2 separate regions of the Triticum aestivum genome follow, and region 2 is linked to region 1. Evidence: chromatin contacts called from public Hi-C data. All regions are on one chromosome and are shown on one strand. Each heading gives the region's core, a stretch centred on a gene start, on an enhancer-like site or on the middle of the called end of the contact. The rest is flanking DNA. Distances are from core to core; before and after follow the strand shown.

What was found. Hi-C and Micro-C count contacts between places; a contact is called where the count stands out from the background.
Region 2: a Hi-C map of leaf shows a contact between it and region 1, with 3 times the contacts expected there. The contact joins the promoter of LOC123058096 here to the promoter of LOC123060605 in region 1. A contact is called at or near these places in 2 of 5 Hi-C or Micro-C datasets (both in leaf).

Annotation. Positions count from the first base shown.
Region 1 is chr3A:120,631,163-120,636,824 of IWGSC CS RefSeq v2.1, forward strand. LOC123060605 (serine/threonine-protein phosphatase 5) reads left to right here and starts at 2,851. Exons shown (of 13, transcript XM_044483386.1): 1 at 2,851-3,112; 2 at 4,149-4,271; 3 at 5,266-5,435; 4 at 5,520-5,591. The coding sequence starts at 4,199.
Region 2 is chr3A:121,062,755-121,068,416 of IWGSC CS RefSeq v2.1, forward strand. It overlaps LOC123058096, which reads right to left and starts at 2,536. Exons shown (of 4, transcript XM_044480921.1): 1 at 2,336-2,536; 2 at 2,104-2,229; 3 at 1,522-2,010; 4 at 1-547. The coding sequence starts at 2,157. The coding sequence ends at 41.

The DNA of each region.
Region 1 (5,662 bases), core at 1,601-4,100:
TGGGCCTTAGTGGGAGAAGAGGAGGGGCGACCAAGGGCAGCCGCGCGCCCCTCCCCCTCTAGTCCAAATTGGACAAGGAGGGGGGGCGGCGCCCCCCTTTCCTTCTCTTCATCTCTCCCTTCCTTCTCCTCTCCTACTCCAACTAGGAAAAGAGGGAGTCCTACTCCCGGTGGGAGTAGGACTCCCCCCTTGGCGCGCCCTCCTCCTTGGCCGGCCGCCTCCCCCTAGCTCCTTTATATACGGGGGCAGGGCACCCCATAGACACAACAATTGTTATGTTGATCTCTTAGCCGTGTGCGGTGCCCCCTCCACCATAATCCACCTCAGTTATATCGTAGCGGTGCTTAGGCGAAGCCCTGCGTCGATAGCTTCATCAACATCGTCACCACGCCGTCGTGCTGATGAAACTCTTCCCCGAGCTCTACTAGATTGTGAGTTCGCGGGACGTCATCGAGCTGAATGTGTGCTGAACGCGGAGGTGTCGTACGTTTGGTGCTGAGGATCGGTCGATCGTGAAGACGTACGACTACATCAACCGTGTTGTTATAACGCTTCCGCTTAACAGTCTATGAGGGTACGTGGACGACACTCTCCCCTCTCGTTGCTATGCATCACCATGATCTGCGTAGGATTTTTTTTGAAACTACTACGTTCCCCAACAATAATGAACTCTCATCTCCCTTCATTGCTTCAAGAATATATCACCAAAGACTCTTTCATGACCATATCAAATTCCACTATGAATGTCATCTTGGTCACCACATGCTCTTCTAAAACTCCATCGTAATGTCTTGAGAGGCATAATGAATTCTTCACTCTAGTTGCTTGCTTCAAGACTTGATCAACGGAAAACCCAACACATGAGCTTAACATGAACTTGTGTTGAAACCATAACTTGAATTCTTCTATTTGATTATTATCTCAAGCCCATCCTTACAAGCCCACAAATGTCAACCTTTGAGATCCTCTAACAAACTCCATCTTGAACATATAATGAGGACTTCTTCGAATGTTTTGATGGCATTCTTCCGACATAAATCCAACATGCTTCATGCATCACTATGGAACATTTCTTCATATAGGATTCAATGCACTTGATGCTCCATAGGAATTGTCCATGAATACCAAAGCTTAGAGCAAATATATCTTCATATATATGGACTTCATCCTTGATTCCTTCTAATATCCTTGATGCACCTTCTATGGACAATACCTTCAAATATATCTCAATGAAAACATTAGTCCATAGAGATTGTCATTAATTACCAAAACCACACTTAGGGGTTACATGCCCTTTCAGTAAGCCTTGGAAAATGATCATAGATCACAAATACATGACTAGGAGGATAAATATCTTTGCTCCTAACTTGTCCCCCAAGGCCTCTAGATTCTGGAAAGGGATCAAATCCATTATCCAAACTCTGAAATTTGGTTACAGATGGAAGATTAAGTCGGGGAATACTGTAAGATTCTGGGAAGATACCTGGTTTGGCACTTATCCTCTGGTTGTGCAATTCTGGCCTATTTACTCCATTTGTAATGAGCAAACCAAAAGTGTCAATGAGGTTTGGGATGGGCATCAGCTGAAACTTTCTTTTAGAAGAAACTTTGATGATAAGCTTATGGAGCAACGGTATCAATTAGTGGAGATGGCTAACAGTGTCGTTTTCACTGATGATATTAATGCTCTGGTTTGGCAACTAGAAAACAAAGGGACTTATTCTGCTAGCTCTCTTTATCATGTGATTAGCTTTAGAGGGGTGCAACTAGTCTTCATTCTTTGTGTCTGGAAACTTAGGGTTCCCCCGAAAATTCATGTTTTTCTCTGGCTCTTTGCTAATAATAAGCTGACGACCGAAGACAACCTTAGAAAAAGGCAGATTATTAAACCTATGGATTGTGTTTTCTGCTCTGATGTTGAATCTAGTGCTCATTTATTCTTTGACTATGTAGTTGCTAAGCAGATTTGGCCCCTGGTGAAAGGGCATTTTGGGATCAAAATTGGGGCTGGTTTCAAATCAGTAGCCAAAATTTGGGTCTCAAATAAAAAAACTCTACTCTCAATACTGTCAGCTCTGCTGTGCTTTGGTGTCTTTGAAAATATAGGAACTCTATCATTTTCAATAACACCTTATGGATCTCCATCAAAGAGGTGTTGAGTCTGATCCTAAGAACTATCAAAAACTGGATTGTGCTATCCCCACACAAGTGTGTGGAGAGATTGGAGGCCTTCTCAACACATCTTGCAGACTTCGTTCGGCAACCTTTGACGATCAGTGGCTGACAAGGGGGGTGTCACATGACCCCCCCCCCCCCCGGTGGACCCTTGGAACAAGCTGAGGATCTTTAACGATAGCGCCATCTTCGCCTCTCCTTCCAAGAAGCGGGAGACCAGAGCAGCAACATTCTCCAGCCCAACACTGACCTTGACAGCATGTTGGTCACCCCAGGCTACGGCGGTGCCCTCGTTGAAGACTCGCAAGGCCTTCCAGGACCTGATATGTGCCTAGAGTAGATAGTCGTTAGCCTCTTGGCTGGCGTCTTATGTATCATTCTCCTGTTCTGCAGTATTTGCCTTGTGTAGGCAGTTTATTTCCTGTCCATTTAAACTGCGCTTCTCAGTGAGCTGATGTATGAAGGACTTTGAGGTTTCATTCGAGCAATGGAACCAAGGAGGAGCCTCCCCGTTCTTCTAAAAAAATGATTTTGTTGTACTGGTCCGGCCTGCACATCTTTGGCGGCTTTTCCGAGAGCCTGGCTCGAAAGGCCCAGTCAACCTAACAGGGCCCATTTGGCATTCCGGTTTTCGTTTCTCTCCGCCGTAAGCTCGTCCCTCCTCCCCCTGGCTCCTGACCTATCTCGTGCTCGGTCGGTCTTGACCTACCCGAAGCTCCAACCCGACCCAATAAAATCTCTCCTACACCCTGCCGCCGCCGTAGCTTAGCGCGCGTCGCCGCCCCCCGCCTCACGCATCTCGCCTCTCGAACGCGTCGCGGCCGCCGCCGTCGCCGCTCCCGTTCTGCCCCGCCGCTCCCGTTCTGCCCCGCCGCGCGCCGCTGCCCTGCCCCAGCCGTTTCCACCCCGTCCGCTACCTTGGACAGCGGTTTCCAAGGTACGAGCTCCTTAGCCATCCAGTGATTGGTTACCTCAACCCTAACCAATCAAACCCTTGCAAGTTTTGGCCTTGAGCCCCGGCACACCGCCATCTAGATCTGCAGCCAAGGCTGTTCGAGAGATTGGGCCGAAGCTAGTTGGGTCACTTTTTCAAAGTTCGTTTTTTTCCTCTGTCAAATCAACTGCCTGCCGTCTGCGGAGACGACCGATTCATAGAGGTACCCGACCTCGTGGATTTTAGGTAGCATCCCGCTGGGAAACATTTAGGGCAACTTACTGGCTGTAGTGAAAAGCCTGGTCAGCGCATGGGACGAGCCATTGTTTCGATTTGTTATCTCTTTTATGTTTATATCTTGTGCAAATTGGAGTGATGCAATCGCACACAAAGCCAGGCCTTGCCGGGATGTTTTATCAATAGCTCTAATTGGACCTAGTACGTCCATTATCTAGCTGACTCAAGTGCTCAGAAGAACATAAGCAGAAGCACCACCCCATGTGCGTGAACAAAGGCATGTGGAATATTGACCAAAATGTCGTCTATCCCGGTTGATTGGTTCCAATGTTCAAGATATTGGTAACTGGTACCATATCAGTCGGTTGCGGAGTGAGGATAAGTAGGCGAATTTTCCAGTTAATTGGCCGATAAATCAGTCAACCGGTCATTCGGTGACCCACCGAGTAGCAATTAACTGACCGAGATGCCGAATAATTGGCCGATATTTGGAACAATGATTGGTTATACTCATCAATAGCTTTTCATAGCAAATTTTATATGGCATATCTGATTTCACAGTGGTCAAACCAAAAGTGGAATAGGGGTACGATGGAATGCATGAAACATACCAGAATATGGTGTAATAGTAAGTAATTGAATTGCTGTCTTTTAGTAGCCTGGGCACAAACATAACATGTTAACAGTCCTTAGTTACTAGTCTCTTAAACATGCATGCTTTGGTGTGTTTGAAATTTTGGATTTTATCAAACTTTTTGCAAGACTGATTTTTTTTTGCGAATTTCCTTTATGATGTAAATAGGTGAATAAGGAGCTTTGAAGTCTGTGTATGAACTAGACACAACCGATATCATGGGTGATAGTTCAAATTCAAATGTGCAGAAGGCTGAGGAACTCAAACTTAGGGCAAACGATGCCTTCAAGGGTAAGGATATATGTTATCTTCCTGTCGTATGTCTAGATTGTACACCACCATTTTATCGTCTCATTGTTGTCAATGGGGCCTTACAACTGTACTACCTCTGGTCCTTTTTACTCTGCGTATAAGTGTTCCCGTTTTTTGGACTAATTTGCAATGTTCAAAAAAGCGGAAAGTGTAAGCAAAGGATGGCACAACTTAGAGCAATGGCCGCAGCCAAAGTGCGTGTGTTTGTGAAATTGGCCGCAGCTAAAGTTCCCGAACAGACCCTAATAACAAGATAAATGGTATATTGCCATTATTGCGCAAGCAGCCAAGCATAAGTAGTTCAAAACAGCCAATTTTAAAAAACGCTTAATCTACCACTAAGGGCAAAGCGAAACGTTTTGCGATCAAGCGCTGAGCGTCGCTTAGAAACACTTTCTTGAACACTGCTAATTTGCCCTTCGTTAGAGTAAGCTGCATGGATCGTGAGAGCAGGGTCATTATAAATGGAGATAAATGTGCATGCCGTGATTGGTTAGTCCTCTGTGATTGCCTATTTGGTCTCTTGGTTTCTCCCCCCACTAGCACAACATAAGGCGAATAGGAAGGAGAGCAGTTAATGCATGCATGCATGCATTCGGGTGCATGGGAGGCAGATGATGTGTGGTGGAATAGGAATGCGCTCAGAGAAAAAGGGATTGCGCAGAGTAATACGGGAAAAATGGAAAAAACTTAGGCGAGGACTAAGAACCCCAACACTTAATTTAAGGACCCAACTTGTTGGGTTGCTTGTTGTATTTAATTTAATTTAATAGCTAGACCTGACACTAATTAATTAGTAAATGAAGTTGAGGCATATCCAGTTTTAGATGTGCTTTTGTGGCAATAAACTGAACTTGAATGACTATCTTTCACGGCATTATGCTAATATCCAAATGAGGCATACGGGGTCCCTTAGCGTTAGGATTTCCTTGATGATTGTTGTTGCCTAACTATTGCTATGTTTTCCCTCCAGCAAACAAGTTTTCTCAGGCTGTAGAGCTTTATGACCAGGCTATTGATCTGAATGGATCAAATGCGGTTTATTGGGCAAATCGTGCATTTGCACACACAAAGCTTGAGGAATATGGAAGTGCTGTCCAGGATGCTACAAAGGCTATTGAGATTGATCCTAAATATTCGAAAGTGAGTATCTATGAGACTATGACCTGGGCCTGCTGCTGGAAAAAAATTGTAGGTTCTCACCTTTTGCACAACTTGTGTCTGTAGGGTTATTATAGACGAGGTGCAGCATATCTTGCTATGGGAAAATTCAAGGAAGCCCTGAAAGATTTTCAACAGGTATATGTCATATTGTTTAATAAATCCACTTAATTATATGACTACTGGATATTGGTGTTCATTTGTGTATA
Region 2 (5,662 bases), core at 1,286-3,785, 430 kb after region 1:
AGTTCGTGTTAGCAAGGGCGAGACCGGATCACCACTCCATTCACTGTTTCTGCTGCGGCTGCGGCAGGGCGGAGGTGTCGAAGGACCGCCTCCTGACGAGCAGGCATGTCACCTTGGCGGACGGCTGCTGCGAGTGCGTGTCGTCGAGCGTGCACAGCACGAGGTCCGGCCGGTGCAGCGACAGCGGCAGCCGGTCCTCGCCGACGACCAGCGCGGTGGCGTCCAGGAGCACGTGCCAGCCGTTGCGGTGCGCCTCGGAGACCCAGTGCATGGAGTAGCGCGGCGGTGGCGGGGCGATTCCGTCGTCGGTGGCGGGGGCTGCGGCGGAGACGGCTGGGTAGGCGAAGAGGCCCTTGTGCGTGAGTTTTGACTTGCGGCGGAAGTACTGGCTGAGCTGTGAGCCCTTGATGCGGAGATCCAGCCACGACTCCGGCGCCGCGATGACCTTGGCCTCCTTGTACGCCGCAAATGCGTGGATGCAGTCGCGGTCGTCGGCTAGGATTGACATGTAGTAGTTGCTCCGGAAGAAGGGGTAGCTCTCGCCTATCTGCGTACAAAGTTTCAGGTGGATCCAATTATATACTCCCTCCATTCTAATGATTAAGGCACACTCATATTTCGAAATTCAGTTTTGACCATCAATTAGACCAATAATAACATATAAGTTACGTGACTTAAAAGTACACAATTGAGAACTTTTTTTGAATACAAATTCAAGGATTCAATGGTATATGTATTTGTCACACATAACTCATAATTTATTGGGTAAATTCATTGGTAAATTAGATCTTAAATGAGTGCGACTTATTTATTTGAATGAAGGCAGTAAATACTTACTAGGCTTTACTATGAGCATAAAGACACATTGCAAGTGAAGACAAACAAAAGGTACTTGGACATTTAGGCCCTTTTTGGCTTGCAGGAATTTTATAGGATGTTGTAGATTCTCATAATAAAACATACTCTGTTGCCACTCAAAAAAATTCCAGGGTTGCTGATTTATATATAGCCCTACATTATCGGCATCTTTCCTGAAGATGCTCCTCGTGGCCGTATGTGCATTTGGTATGTCTTTTGGATTTGTGTCACCATCTATTATGTAATCGTTTGAATAAATCACATGATAACTTTAAAATATGATGTACAGGCCGGGTTTTTAATTTTTGCATCGAAATTGGAAGCTTCATTAATCAACTAACATTTGGTTACAATCTGCTCAAAGGCAAACTAGAAAACTAGGACTCTCTTCAAGCCAGCAAAGGCCGGGGTTCTCAACCTTCTTTAGGATATGAAAAAAAAACCCAGTTAACCGTCATATGTAAAAGCAATGAAGTTTAGAGAGAGTAGTTCAAGGACCTCTATTAATTTATCTACTCCTTCTGTAAAGAAAGATAAGAATTTTCTAGATCACTATTACTTTGGCTCTGCCTGAGGGTTATTTTCTTGCCTTGTTTCTGATAAAAATGGGGCGGAGGGATACCCTTTTCTTTAAAAAGAAGAGGAAGTTGCAACTGAACCTACCAGCATCATGGCGTCCTTGGGCGTGGCGGCGAAGAGCACGAGGTACTCATCGTCGGTGAGTCCGCAGTGCCGGAGCACCCTGTTCCTGGCCTGGATCTCCGGTATGGAGATGAAGCTCCCCGTGAAGGAAGACTTCTTGGTCAGGATGTCCAGCAGACGCGACGGCTCCAACCTGACCATGTCGATGTCAGGCCTCGCCGACGACGGGGACCCCGTCGGCGACGGCCTCCGCCGCTCGCCGGATCCGCCCTCGGGCGAGGCAGACATGCTGCCGGTGCTATAGTAGGTGGAGTAGAGGTCGTCCTTGTCACAGCTTTCCTCCTCAATGAGTCCGTGAGAGTACTGCGGGTACTTGGCCATCACGTACTGCTCCACGTAGAGCCGCTCGCTGGGCGTGATCGGCCCCGACCACCGCAGGTCGAGGCCGTGCAGCGTCGAGATTGCCTCCGCCACGATGTGCGGCGGGATGTACTCCCGTGGGCACACTTTCTGCAAATTGAGGGCCAAAATATTTCTCTGAATCATGCATCTGTTCATAAAACAACTTTGTTGATTCTAAGACGAGAAACTAATCCAAGTTACCTTGACAACCATGCTGTTTGGCCTAGAAGTGCTAGACGTCGGAGGTTTGGACATCGAGGCACGAACTCCTCCAAATTCTCCACCGGGTAGGCTCTAAATTGGTGAACATAAATCGACTTGTCAACACTATTTTTGTTTTGTGACAAGTACCAAAACTTCAAAAATTAGCATTTTAATTTTGACAAGACAAAGATAGATCGATTGCCAGCAGCCAGCTTGAACAAAATCATACCTTGTGCTCCATGTGGAGGTGAACCTCATCCATCTTTCCACACATGCTGTGTGTTCTTGGTCTGATGGTCTAGAAAGGCAACCAAGTGGCAACTAGCTATATGACTGTGGGAGTGCAAGGTGAAGTCAAGTAAGTACAAGGTCGTGATGCAGAGGGATATGTAGCAAGAAAGGTCGCCTCGGTTTAGATGTTGGATCCCTGCCTTGGTTGCTTCTGAGTTTGGTTCCGAAGGAAGAAGGAAGAAATGGCTCTTTATTTTATGCGCGTGTCACCCCGGTTGTGCACTAGTAGTTGAACATATAACAAATATGGATGTCCCTCTCATGGGAGCATAAACAAATTTTGCTGACAAGAAATCCCTAGTTGTTTTATGTGACGCGCAACGACAGCTATTTTGTTAATTGGTTGATTAACTAAATTTTTTTTGAGGATCGGTTGATTAACTAATTGATTAGTATGGGTCCATGGAACCCAGCTAAAGGTATATGCCGTGCTCATCCCTCCATTATTGGCCGCTTGGTCTTTCTTAGTCTGTAAAAGTGTTTTTTCAACAGCGAGTTCTGCTACGATGATTCTTGTCTGACGTGTGCGGTGCCGGATGCAACACCTACACCGTCCAACTTACTTGGCCAGCGTTATGTGTCCGTTCGATCAGAGTATGGTGTGTACGTTGTGTACAGAAAATGTCCCATTTCGTTCAACGGCATACTTAACTATCAACAAATTTAAAAGTGCTAGGTAGCGTGCTGCACCATGCAAAGTATATTGACTTAGTCTAGCGGTATAGTGGACGCAACAATTCAGTGCTCGAGCTCACATGCTCCCGAAATTGCTGGTGTTGGTTCCTGACTTGGGTTTTGCAGAAATCGATGGAAGCAGCGAAAATATAGGATACATCAACGTATACAGTATCAAACAGTGCGACTGAGTGAGCCCAGAACGTAAGACGTTCGTCTGTGTGCTGATCTTGCTGGTCTGTGGACCTCGATTGTTTGGGCTGAGCTGTGAAACAGGTTGTTAACCTGAGCCCACTCATATGTGAGAAGGTGTGTCGGTCAGACGATCACCCTCAAACCCCAACCCTAACCTAGGAGGATCTCGAAACCTACAGCCGGCACAGACGGCTTCCCCCATCCCCCAAGGTTGCGGTTGCCCCGCCGCATCAGGGGGAGCACCACGCTTGTTGTGCTCCATCAAATCATCATGTCCACCACCCTTATCCTTATCCCCATCAGCCATATCATCGTCCTCAGGTTTGTGGTCCTCATCCTGGAACAGAAAACCCTCAACCTCTAATCTCAGTTCATACCCAGCACTCTTGTATTACCAAGGCACAAACTCTCATAGTGCATCAATGTTGGTCACACCTACAAGTAACCGAGATATCCCATGCCTCCTCATAAACAACATGTCGACCTTCTCAGTCCTACTAACCAAAGATCCAAAGCTCCAAGTCTCCATGAAATCATTAAGAGGCTTTGAGGGAGCCCCATGGAACCTGATCCAAACCTCCCGCAGGGGTGTCCCCTCTGGCTCCTGGTTCGACCACTCGTCAAACTCCAAGAAACATGTGTTGTCTGGTACCCTGGAAATACCAAACAACATGAGGTGAGCAAGATCCTCCTTCCTCGAAAAATCTACATTATACACATTTTCCTCTAACCGCACTAGAGTCCAATGAAAGTCCACCGACATAGGCCTCTTAGAATGATGCGTCACATGTTCCTCTGTTAATGAACTTCCTGTGACCCGCACCAGCCCAGTCTTGGCGCTCTCAAGCCGAGGTATGCTAAAGTTAGAGCACTGGGTCTCAAGGAATAACAATTTATCATCACAAACACTGGAGACCATGACCACCGTCTTAGGCATAGATAGAAATGGACGTCCATCCATAGCATGACTCGACTTCAAGTAGTTATCCTATAAAAATATGATACAATCTACCACGAAGTGCTGACCCCACCACACCAGTAGCAATAAGATTTCTCTGTCTTCCTTGCCCCTTTACTAGCATGATCAACTTGAGAAGTGTCCCTCGTGTTTCCATGCACACAAGCCGAAGCAACAATCCCCTCCAATGGCATCCCGACCAACGCAGAGAACGCTGCCAGCGCCGCATCAGGTAGTCATAGTGGAGAGTAACTTAGACTAGAATATGCATATGTTATTAGTCTATGTTACTACCTTCATAGTGGGTAGTGTTATACATGTGGTAACAAAGATGTCTCCATTTATTACTCTCATTTTGCATTGAGAAGCGCCATGTGATGGTAACATATTATGTTACTCTATTTGCCTCTCTCCTCATTAACTACTTGGCACCTCACCAACTTTTGCTTATGTGGCATCTATGTTACTACCTATATATGTTACTCCCACTATGACCAGCCTCAAGAAGGGCCAACACCGGTGCCTGAATAGCCGGGGTCGACTACGCCAACTCAGCTGCGACAGGTACCACCACAGACCTACACTAGTAGAAAACAGGGCTTTGGTCCAGGCCGGGTCAGCCCATTAGTCCCGGTTCAGTCCAGAACCGGGACCAATGTGGGCATTGGTCCCGGTTCATCTGGACCTTTTGGTCCCGGTTGGTGGGATGAACTGGGACCAATGGGCCTTGCTCTTGGCCCACCACCATTGGTCCCGGTTGGTGGCTTGAACCGGGACCAAAGGCTCCCCTTTAGTCCCGGCTCATGTCACCAATCGGGACCAATGAGGTGCCTATATATACCCCTCGCTCGCGAGCAGAGCACCCCAGTGCTCTGTTTTTCTCTGGCCGAGGGGGAGAGGGCTTGGTGGTGCTCTAGCTCACCTCCTATGCACACAAGGTGTCCGATGGAATGCCCGAGCCACACTACTTAAGCTTTCTCCTCTCCAAGCTCGACCTCCAAACTCCATTTTCCATAATATTTGTCTAGGTTTAGCGGTCCGTCACGCCCCGTCCCAGTCTTCACCACCGTCGATCACCCGCGCCGAGCTCATCGCCGGCACCACCATGGTGAGCCCCTTGTTCTTATCTTCTTTCTGAAAGAAAAAATATTCTTACTTGTATGTTTACATAGATACTTGTGTTATTTTCTTACTTTTATTATTGCATCTTATATAGTGCGATGGTTTTGGTATCCGCCCCCGTCGGCCCTCGTCCTGTCTATGATTCGGATGTGGTATATATATTATCTTTATAACTATTGGTTCATTTATTGTTTATGAAAATTATGCCGACCAACGTGACATAGATTTTATTTATGTAGGATGTATGTGAATCGGAAATGCCAACCGACCCTATTGTCGAGAGGTTAAATTTAGTTGAAGAAGAAAACAATTTGT